3 separate regions of the Rattus norvegicus genome follow, and regions 2 and 3 are each linked to region 1. A link is a contact called in public Hi-C data. All regions are on one chromosome and are shown on one strand. The core of a region is the stretch at or near the end of the contact, and the rest is flanking DNA. Distances in the headings are between cores, read along the strand shown. Region 1 overlaps Lrig3 (leucine-rich repeats and immunoglobulin-like domains 3). Region 2 has its middle 160 kb from the start of Lrig3. Region 3 has its middle 120 kb from the start of Lrig3.

Region 1 (2,718 bases), core at 65-2,564:
AATATGGCTGGGCATTTCCCCATTTGAAATGCAGCAGAAAAATGGTGGGATGGTTCTGTCTCATTTGATGCTGTCAGGTATATTCTTGAAATATGGATATTATAATAAAGGGATACACTTATTGTTGTTGATTGTAGAGACATAGTCTTCTTATATAGCTGGGATGACCCAGAATATCTGTCACTGCATCCTGAATGGTGGTGGCTTTAGAAGTGTGTGCCTTCGTACTCTGTGACATGTACTGTGTGTGTGTGTGTGTGTGTGTGTGTGTGTGTGTGTGTGTGTGTGTGTGTGTACATTTAAAGAACTGTATGTAGCCAGTGGCCAGTGACTACTATCCTTGTGGTCTACTTTGTTCCGCATCTGTTGTCCAGACTGGTAATATCAAGTGTGCCTTAATCTATCTGTCGTTAAGGACTGTTCAGGCTGGTCGCTCTTCTTTGTAACATAGAAGACCCAGTAGCTCTTTCTCTGGTATGGAAGCCTCTGGCAGCTTAGTAACTTGTTGTAAAAACAGGGACTCTTTCTAGCCAGGAACCAAAGCAGCCACAGAGTGGTAAGGATTGGGAGCTGATTGGCACTGTGGTGTGAGAGTACAGTCTAAAAAAGAATCCGACTAGGTATCAAAAAGAAATAGAGTTGGCTGGATGGTTCTGAAGGTAGATAGGTAGATGTGCCTGCCTACAAGCCTAGCCAGCTGACCAGGGTCCCCAGAACCCATGGAAACACAGACGTGGAAGTGACAAACTTGACTTCCCAAAGTTCCCTTCTGATCTCCACGTGTGAGCTCTATCCCACTAATAGTACTAACTTTAAATATATGGGTGTACATATATATACTTTAAATACTCATTGTATTATATTATGTATAATGGGGAATGAGACTGTAATATATAATTATATATACATATATATATGGGAACAAGACTAATATATGCATACATACATACATACATACATACATGCATACATACATGCATATGGAATGTGGAATGAGGGAGGGTAGCCTGGTGTGCCCACTCTGTTCTAGATGTTTCCTTTATTATCTAATAAAACAGGAAGACATAGAAAAATAATCTGAAAGAAAAAAGATCCATTAGTTGTGTTTAAAAGCACAACAACTATATATGCTTACTGTCCTGTCAGATTGGTGTAAGAACGTTCTTCATATGCTCTAGTATGACCTCAGAGCATGCAGGGCCATGTTGCTGTTTGAGAAGTACGGTTAGTTTTTCACACTTCTGAAGAACAGGTCAGGCATCGGTGCTTTTCTTCTCCCTTTGGATCGTACTGGTGACCGGTTGCTGGGATTGTGTTTTAATTACAGGGCAGGGAACGCCATCGACAAAATCCTCCCTGAGCAGCTGGAAGCATTTCAGTCCCTGGAGACTTTGGACCTGAGCAACAACAACATTTCAGAACTCAGAACAGCATTTCCACCCTTACAACTCAAGTATCTGTGAGTAAAATTACCCCCACAGTGACAACGTTGTTATAACTTGGGGCGGGGGCGTGCTTATGATTCAGGGAACCCAATTTTACTGCTGTTGATTGGAATATAACTTTCTTATCAACTTGAATAGGTTGAATAGCTTCAATCTTCTTTCTTACAATTTTGTATCACAGTCTTTAAAAATGCCCCAAATAGGGCATTGGTAACAAATTCCACACAAAGTATATATAATGCAGTATATATATGTAACAGATATCTGTCTCCTTCAGAGGTCTGTCTGTCTTTGCTGTCAGTATATGGGTATTAGTTACTTTGCCTGCTGCCTTTACCCAATTCCTAACAAGATGCCATTAGAGGGGAGGAGGGCTGATTCTGACTGACAGTTCAAGTCTTACCCTAGCAGGGAGGGCATGCTGGGAGAAGTGGCAGGCAGCCCTGTCACGTTGTGGTCAGGAAATCAGGCCAGATTATAGAACTCCAAGTCCTGCCCTCTGTGGTCTACTTCCAGCTAGGCCCTACCTCCCAAAGGTTCTACAACCTTCCGAAAGAGTGCCACCTGCTGGACAGTAAGTGTTGGAACTCATGAGCCTACACGGGACATTTCATATTAAAACTACAATGGATGAATCCTTCTATTTTTAGTTACTATTTTTCTGGTCCTGGATATGAAACCCAGGGCTTCTTCACACATTCCAGGTGAGCACTCTGCCACGGAGGCATATCCGAGCCCATAGGTGTAAACCTTCATTTGTTCGCGGGGAACAGTAGTAACAATTGTAAGGGTGCACTTATGGTCAGGTTCTCTGGAGACTCTCGGCAATGGGGAGATTGAATTTAACGTCCCCAAGAAGCCTGAGTAAGCCTCTGCTAACCTTCAAACTCTCCACAGGTATATCAATAGCAACCGAGTTACGTCCATGGAACCGGGGTATTTTGACAATTTGGGGAGCACTCTCCTGGTGCTGAAGCTGAACAGGAACCGCATCTCAGCCATCCCCCCCAAAATGTTTAAATTGCCTCAGCTGCAGCACCTGTAAGTGAATGTGGCCTCTTGGATATCACCTTATTTCCTCTAAACCTCTGGGGTCTGTGTCTGATGCCCACAGTGGGACAGGAGAAGTTTAGAGGCAAGCAAGTGACTGCCCTCCCTTTCATGGCGCAAGGGGTGGAATCTCCTGATTAGGAAAAGGCTTGCCAATTACCTCATGCCAGCTGCTGCCTGATAGGACATGTGTTAGACTGTGGCTGAAGGAGTAGGGTGATCA
Region 2 (2,718 bases), core at 146-2,645, 190 kb before region 1:
TCCCGTGACACCTGTTCCCTGAGCACTGAGCTGAGCCGGGGTGATCATACGTGCTTCCGCCCTTACAGCCATTATAGTCTGGTAAAGGGAGATGGGAGGGAACAAAGCAAACATCAAATGTACTGAGTGCTGAGCAGAGAGAAATGCATTGCCCATCTGACCTGTAGAAACCTCTGAAGGAGCGTCAATGCTTAAAAAACACGACGTCTACTGACTCAGGGTGTAGATATAACTGCTAAGTAAAAAGATCAAGATTCCCCCCTCCTAATTTCATATATCATAGAAGTTGAGAAACAGACATATAAATCTGAACTTTTAAATAACTGAGTGGGGCTGGAGAGATGGCTCAGTGGTTAAGAGCACTGACTGCTCTTCCAGAGGTCCTGGGTTCAATTCCCAGCAACCACCTGGTGGCTCACGGCCATCTGTAATGAGATCTATGCCCTCTTCTGGCCCATAGGCATTACATGCAGATAGGGCAGTCATATACCTAAAAATACTTAAATCTTTAAGAAAAAGAGAAATAATTGAGCAAAATGTGAAAGCTTCAACTCTTTAATTGACATAAAAGAAACTACAGGTACAGTCACCTGCAAGCTTCCCCCAACACTTGTATAACTCTGAAGACACTTACTCTGAGGTGTGTCTATTAGGAACCTTTCCTTGGAGTCAAGTAATGCTGTCTCAATCCTGAATATATAGAGAGATAAAAGGAGCAACACATATATGTATACATATCCTCACATCGAAACTGAAACATTCTTCAAACTTTTTCTTTTGTTTCCTTTCTCAGACCCAAACCATAAATACACCCAGTTCAAACCTGTATGTTTCAAAGCTACAGACAGATGTGAACAGTTAATATCAAGTGCACTGTGCTAAATGGAGTTTCTGCTCACTCTTACAGAGAACACACACACACACACACACACACACACACACACACACACACACACACACACGTGGAAGGCTATTAAAACTTTATTTCATCAGTGAATATTACTGGCCTGTCTCTGTCACCTCAAGAAATGGATGAAGTTTGCACCAAAACTGCTCTTCATCTTTTACATGGCTTGGAAAATTCATCTTTTTATAAGCTAATAATAGACAATATATTTTGCACACACACCCAAAAAAAATGCCAAATGTCAGTTTCCATTTAAGCATAGCTATGCAGTGGATTCCCTGCAGAACCAGAGCAATGTTTATGAAACAACCCCCAAAAGCATGGTTCAAGACGTTACGGAGACATAAGCCAGTCACATACAAATAAGCTGAGAAGTTTTCAAAAAAGCTCAACAGGAAATACTAAATGTACTGCAGCATTTCAGCAGCACCACCTGACTGGCTATGGCACGCACAGCCCTGCTGCTGCTGGCACCGGCTCTTGCTTTCTGGCTGGTCCCCGAGGAGGATGTTAGCAGCCAAACAGGTTTGAGCTGTGAAACTGTGAGTTCGTGCTGTACACAGCATTTACACGAAATGAGGCGAACAGCAGTAAATGGAGGGAATTTACCACTTTGAGGGAAGGAATGCATGTCTTAGCAGTATTCCCTCGGTACCAGCTCCCTTCACGTTTGAGCATTTTCCATGTACCTTACACAAACGCAGGCTCCTGTGCCCTGACAGCCACTATCTCAGCTCAACTCTTTATTCCGTCCCTTGTTGAGTAGACAATATCTCTGATTTTTTTTTGGGGGGGGTGGGGGCTGCTTTTTTTTTTTCATTACAACTAATTAAATCTGGGAGGAACGGCATAACAGAGCGATTTAAAAAGTGCAGTTAGAGTCCAATGACGCTCATTGCTTACTAGCTGTGAGGCTTTGGATAAATGCTCTAATAGCTTTAAATGCTTTAAATCTCAATTTCAGCATATGTAAGCTGGAGGTGTTGGTATTTGTTACGTCATGGCACTACTGATGGAATTATGAGATAATGAATGGAGCATCTAGCAGACATCTGACACAGAGATTTGAAGGGAGCTTGTGTTCTTTACGCAGTACTCAATGGATGGGTGATTTTAGAGGGATCATTCTGTGTGGTTTGAACTATATGAATAAATTTGGATAAAGAAGCATGGGTGTGTTTGCGTGTGCATGTCTATGTGTTAAGTTGAAAGTTTGTAATATCCTTGTGTTTGTCACACATTGGTTCTGAATGTCTACCCATCTCTGGGATTATAAAACCTTAGTGTGGGTATGGATAAGTATAGGTTTACCTAACACACAGAGAATATAGGGATATTCCGCAGAGCAGTCCAGACTTCCCCTGCCTGGAGTCTCTTGGAATTTTTCACCCAACATCATTGCATAGAAGTCCAAGTTAGGAATTCTATGTCTGTGCTGTGGATCCCACAGTGATCTCCTCCTTCACTTCCCTTGTTGATTTTTCAGTAACAAGCCTGTCCTTGTGCCCAGCCAGCTATTCTGTAATGTGTATCATGCCTCAAGTGACAGCTGGCTTTCCAAAGAGGAGTAGGAATCACCTCTGAATCAATGAAACACTGACCTTGCATATTTCAGAGCGTTTACAAAGTGATCAATCAGTTATCAGGACCCTCCGAATCCCTTGAAACCAACGCCTTGAACCCAGAGCTACCTATCTTTATCCTGGGTTGGTAGTTGAACAATTAAATGTATTTAAAAAAATCTCTCTGCTTCATCATAACACGTACCTTGTGGAAACACGATGAAATGTTCCACCAGGGAACGTGATAGC
Region 3 (2,718 bases), core at 125-2,624, 150 kb before region 1:
GTAGTCCTTCAGAGTCTGAAAGATAGGTCTGCGCTCACATACATAAGGCCCACTGATTTCTTTCTTTCTTTTTTAAGATTAAAATTAATAGTATAAAGTAGAAAAGAAATCATGGAATCATCTTGAATATGGTAGTTTTCTTTTTATGATATATTCAAATCACCTTTATTTGGTTTTGCAACATTATATTATTTGAATATATTGTTTCCCCCAAAAACACAATATCAAAAAGGTTTTGTTGAGATATTTATATTTTACCTTTCTCAGGTGCTCTTGCTGGTTAGCTACACGAGCACAACAATTTTCATGATTATTACCTTACCGGTAAAGACTAACTTTTATCTGCCATCAGGTGGTTTGCTGTGAACTTCTGAATGCTCAAGGTAACCCCCACCTTTGAGGAGATCGGTAGGTAGTTCCTGCAGTCATCAGAAGGACATTCTAATTCTTTTTTTTTTAACTTGAGTATTTCTTATATACATTTCAAGTGTTATTCCCTTTCCCGGTTTCCGGGCAAACATCCCCCTCCCCCCTCCCCTTCCTTATGGGAGTCCCCCTCCCAACCCTCCCCCCATTGCCGCCCTCCCCCCATAGTCTAGTTCACTGGGGGTTCAGTCTTAGCAGGACCCAGGGCTTCCCCTTCCACTGGTGCTCTTACTAGGATATTCATTGCTACCTATGGGGTCAGAGTCCAGGGTCAGTCCATGTATAGTATTTAGGTAGTGGCTTAGTCCCTGGAAGCTCTGGTTGCTTGACATTGTTGTACTTTTGGGACATTCTAATTCTTAATGGACCCTTTCAAATGTCTGTCACTAACTAATCCCCATGACCTATGTACCTGTCTCTAACCATCCCTGCACTGAGCCTTGGATGACTGGCGCCTGAGCCGGACTACTCTGTCTTGAAAAGCTGAGGTGAGGACTACTTCCCCATGAACTGTAAGACAAAGAGTTGATAGTTTGGGCCAACACGAAAGCCTCTGGGAACTGACCAACCACTTTTTTTCTTGTCAATCAAAAGTGGCTGGGCAGAAGGGAAAGTTCAGGTACAAAGTCAAAGAGATCCAGCTTGTGGAGCTGAAAGTGTCAAAGGTCAAAGTGCCAGCTATGGAATGTGGCCTGGACTGTTCCCTCCCCCCACAGCCTACCCCGCCACCACCTGAGTACATAACTGGATCAGTTACCTAGCTATTGAGTGCGTGGAACCCTCTACTTGGTGGACAGTTCTTATATTAGAGTCCAGCGACGCCATTTTCTTCATGTAGAATTGCTATGTCCATTACTTTAGGTTGGCACCCTATGTACAAAAGTAAAGTTTAACTCAAACGTTATATTCTTTGTCAAATTTTCAAGAGTGCCTTGCACACATTAGCAGGTTCAGTGGTACCTGTTAATCATTAGCACTGTTCGGCATCAGAACAGAAGGTAAATACAACGTCCCAGGAGATATTTGAGCAAATTCTCATTAACGAGTTTGTACTGCAAATTAGAAAAAAAGTTTAATAAAACATCTGTTAGTGAGCCATAGCAGGGGAAAAATGAACTTGAATACGTCCAGAATTGCTTCCAAAGAAATGCAGGCTCTGTGTTCCAAAGGTTAAAGTATATAGCATTTATGACATGGAAACTGTATTTTTAGAGAGAGTCGACTTAGTTGAAGATTCTTGAAAATGAAATTCAGGCAGTGCTCTGCTTAATGGAGAGCCTTTTCTTAATTTTCTATGGATTTTAAAAATTATATAATTGCAAATGTTCATTAGGATATAATTAAATAGCTCTGTTTCCCTAGTTACTAATATGTGCCAGGGTGCTGCAATTACCCAAGTAATTATGAAAGGAAAATATATGACTTGGCAAGCTTAGGAGAATTACTCTAGATACAGAGAGGCTCCGCTTTGGAGAAAAGACATTAAAATACAGCAGAGGGAAAAAAGACAAAAAAAATAACATAATCGGATGGGAATATTATATAATGGCTCGTGGTACATAGAAATGCCCACTCTTGATTTTTATGGGTGTATAGAAGAATACAATGATATTTGCTCAGCATCCGCAGAGGTCCAAGTCTGAAGATGTCCAATGCCCTTGGCTTCTTTATTGTACCTCTGATTTAGGCTAGTTCATGGCTTGGCCTCAAGTTTACTTATGGCGACTAATGTGATCTTTACATTATATTTTATTTTATGATATACTTAACAATAAGTGGAGCATAATTAAAACTGTGTGAGATCGAGGGAAAATGCCCAGAAACTAAATACCTTTTAAAAAAATGTGTTCTTTGCATTTAATAGCATCTGAACTATTTAAACAGCTTAAATTAAATTAAAGTTAATAGAGTTTAATTAAAGTTATAGTCAAAGGAGAAATATCCTCTCATAAAAAAAGAGAGTGTTGTGCTGGGTCGTGGGCATGTTTTCTTACCCGCTTTTGGTTTATACAGTGTTACATACATCCAGCCAACCACGAGTACTGTGTGGAAAAGAATCTTCCACTGCCACAGGTAAAATTTCCTGTTCATGAAAAACCTCAAAGATAGCCTGATCTGCCCAACCAAAACCGGGTTGTTTCATGGCCAAGAGTGGGAAAGCAGAATTCTCACATCAGCGATAAACGCTTGGGAAGAATTCACAGGGAGGAGAAGAGCCTGGATAGCCTGGGTCCGGAACATGGAGGAGAAGAGCCTGGATCCTGAGCACGTGGACAAAGACACTGCTTCCTG

What was found. Hi-C and Micro-C count contacts between places; a contact is called where the count stands out from the background.
Region 2: a contact with region 1 is called in a Hi-C map of liver, with 4 times the contacts expected there. The contact joins two enhancer-like sites. A contact is called at or near these places in 8 of 12 Hi-C or Micro-C datasets (the A7r5 cell line, the Rat2 cell line, Schwann cells and 4 more).
Region 3: a Hi-C map of liver shows a contact between it and region 1, with 2.3 times the contacts expected there. The contact joins two enhancer-like sites. A contact is called at or near these places in 3 of 12 Hi-C or Micro-C datasets (kidney and liver).

What each region holds. Positions count from the first base shown.
Region 1 is chr7:63,730,252-63,732,969 of GRCr8, forward strand. It overlaps Lrig3 (leucine-rich repeats and immunoglobulin-like domains 3), which reads left to right. Exons shown (of 19, transcript XM_216905.11): 4 at 1,328-1,459; 5 at 2,343-2,486. Among named protein-coding and RNA genes, the nearest start is that of Lrig3, 30 kb to the left of the region's middle. Within about 2 kb of position 1,315, at least 13 of the 93 cell types and tissues checked have an H3K27ac peak or open chromatin away from gene starts, as enhancers often do. A contact at or near this core is called in liver, where this site is marked.
Region 2 is chr7:63,536,891-63,539,608 of GRCr8, forward strand. No RefSeq gene overlaps it. Among named protein-coding and RNA genes, the nearest start is that of Lrig3, 160 kb to the right of the region's middle. Within about 2 kb of position 1,396, at least 6 of the 93 cell types and tissues checked have an H3K27ac peak or open chromatin away from gene starts, as enhancers often do. A contact at or near this core is called in liver, where this site is marked.
Region 3 is chr7:63,581,902-63,584,619 of GRCr8, forward strand. No RefSeq gene overlaps it. Among named protein-coding and RNA genes, the nearest start is that of Lrig3, 120 kb to the right of the region's middle. Within about 2 kb of position 1,375, at least 5 of the 93 cell types and tissues checked have an H3K27ac peak or open chromatin away from gene starts, as enhancers often do. A contact at or near this core is called in liver, where this site is marked.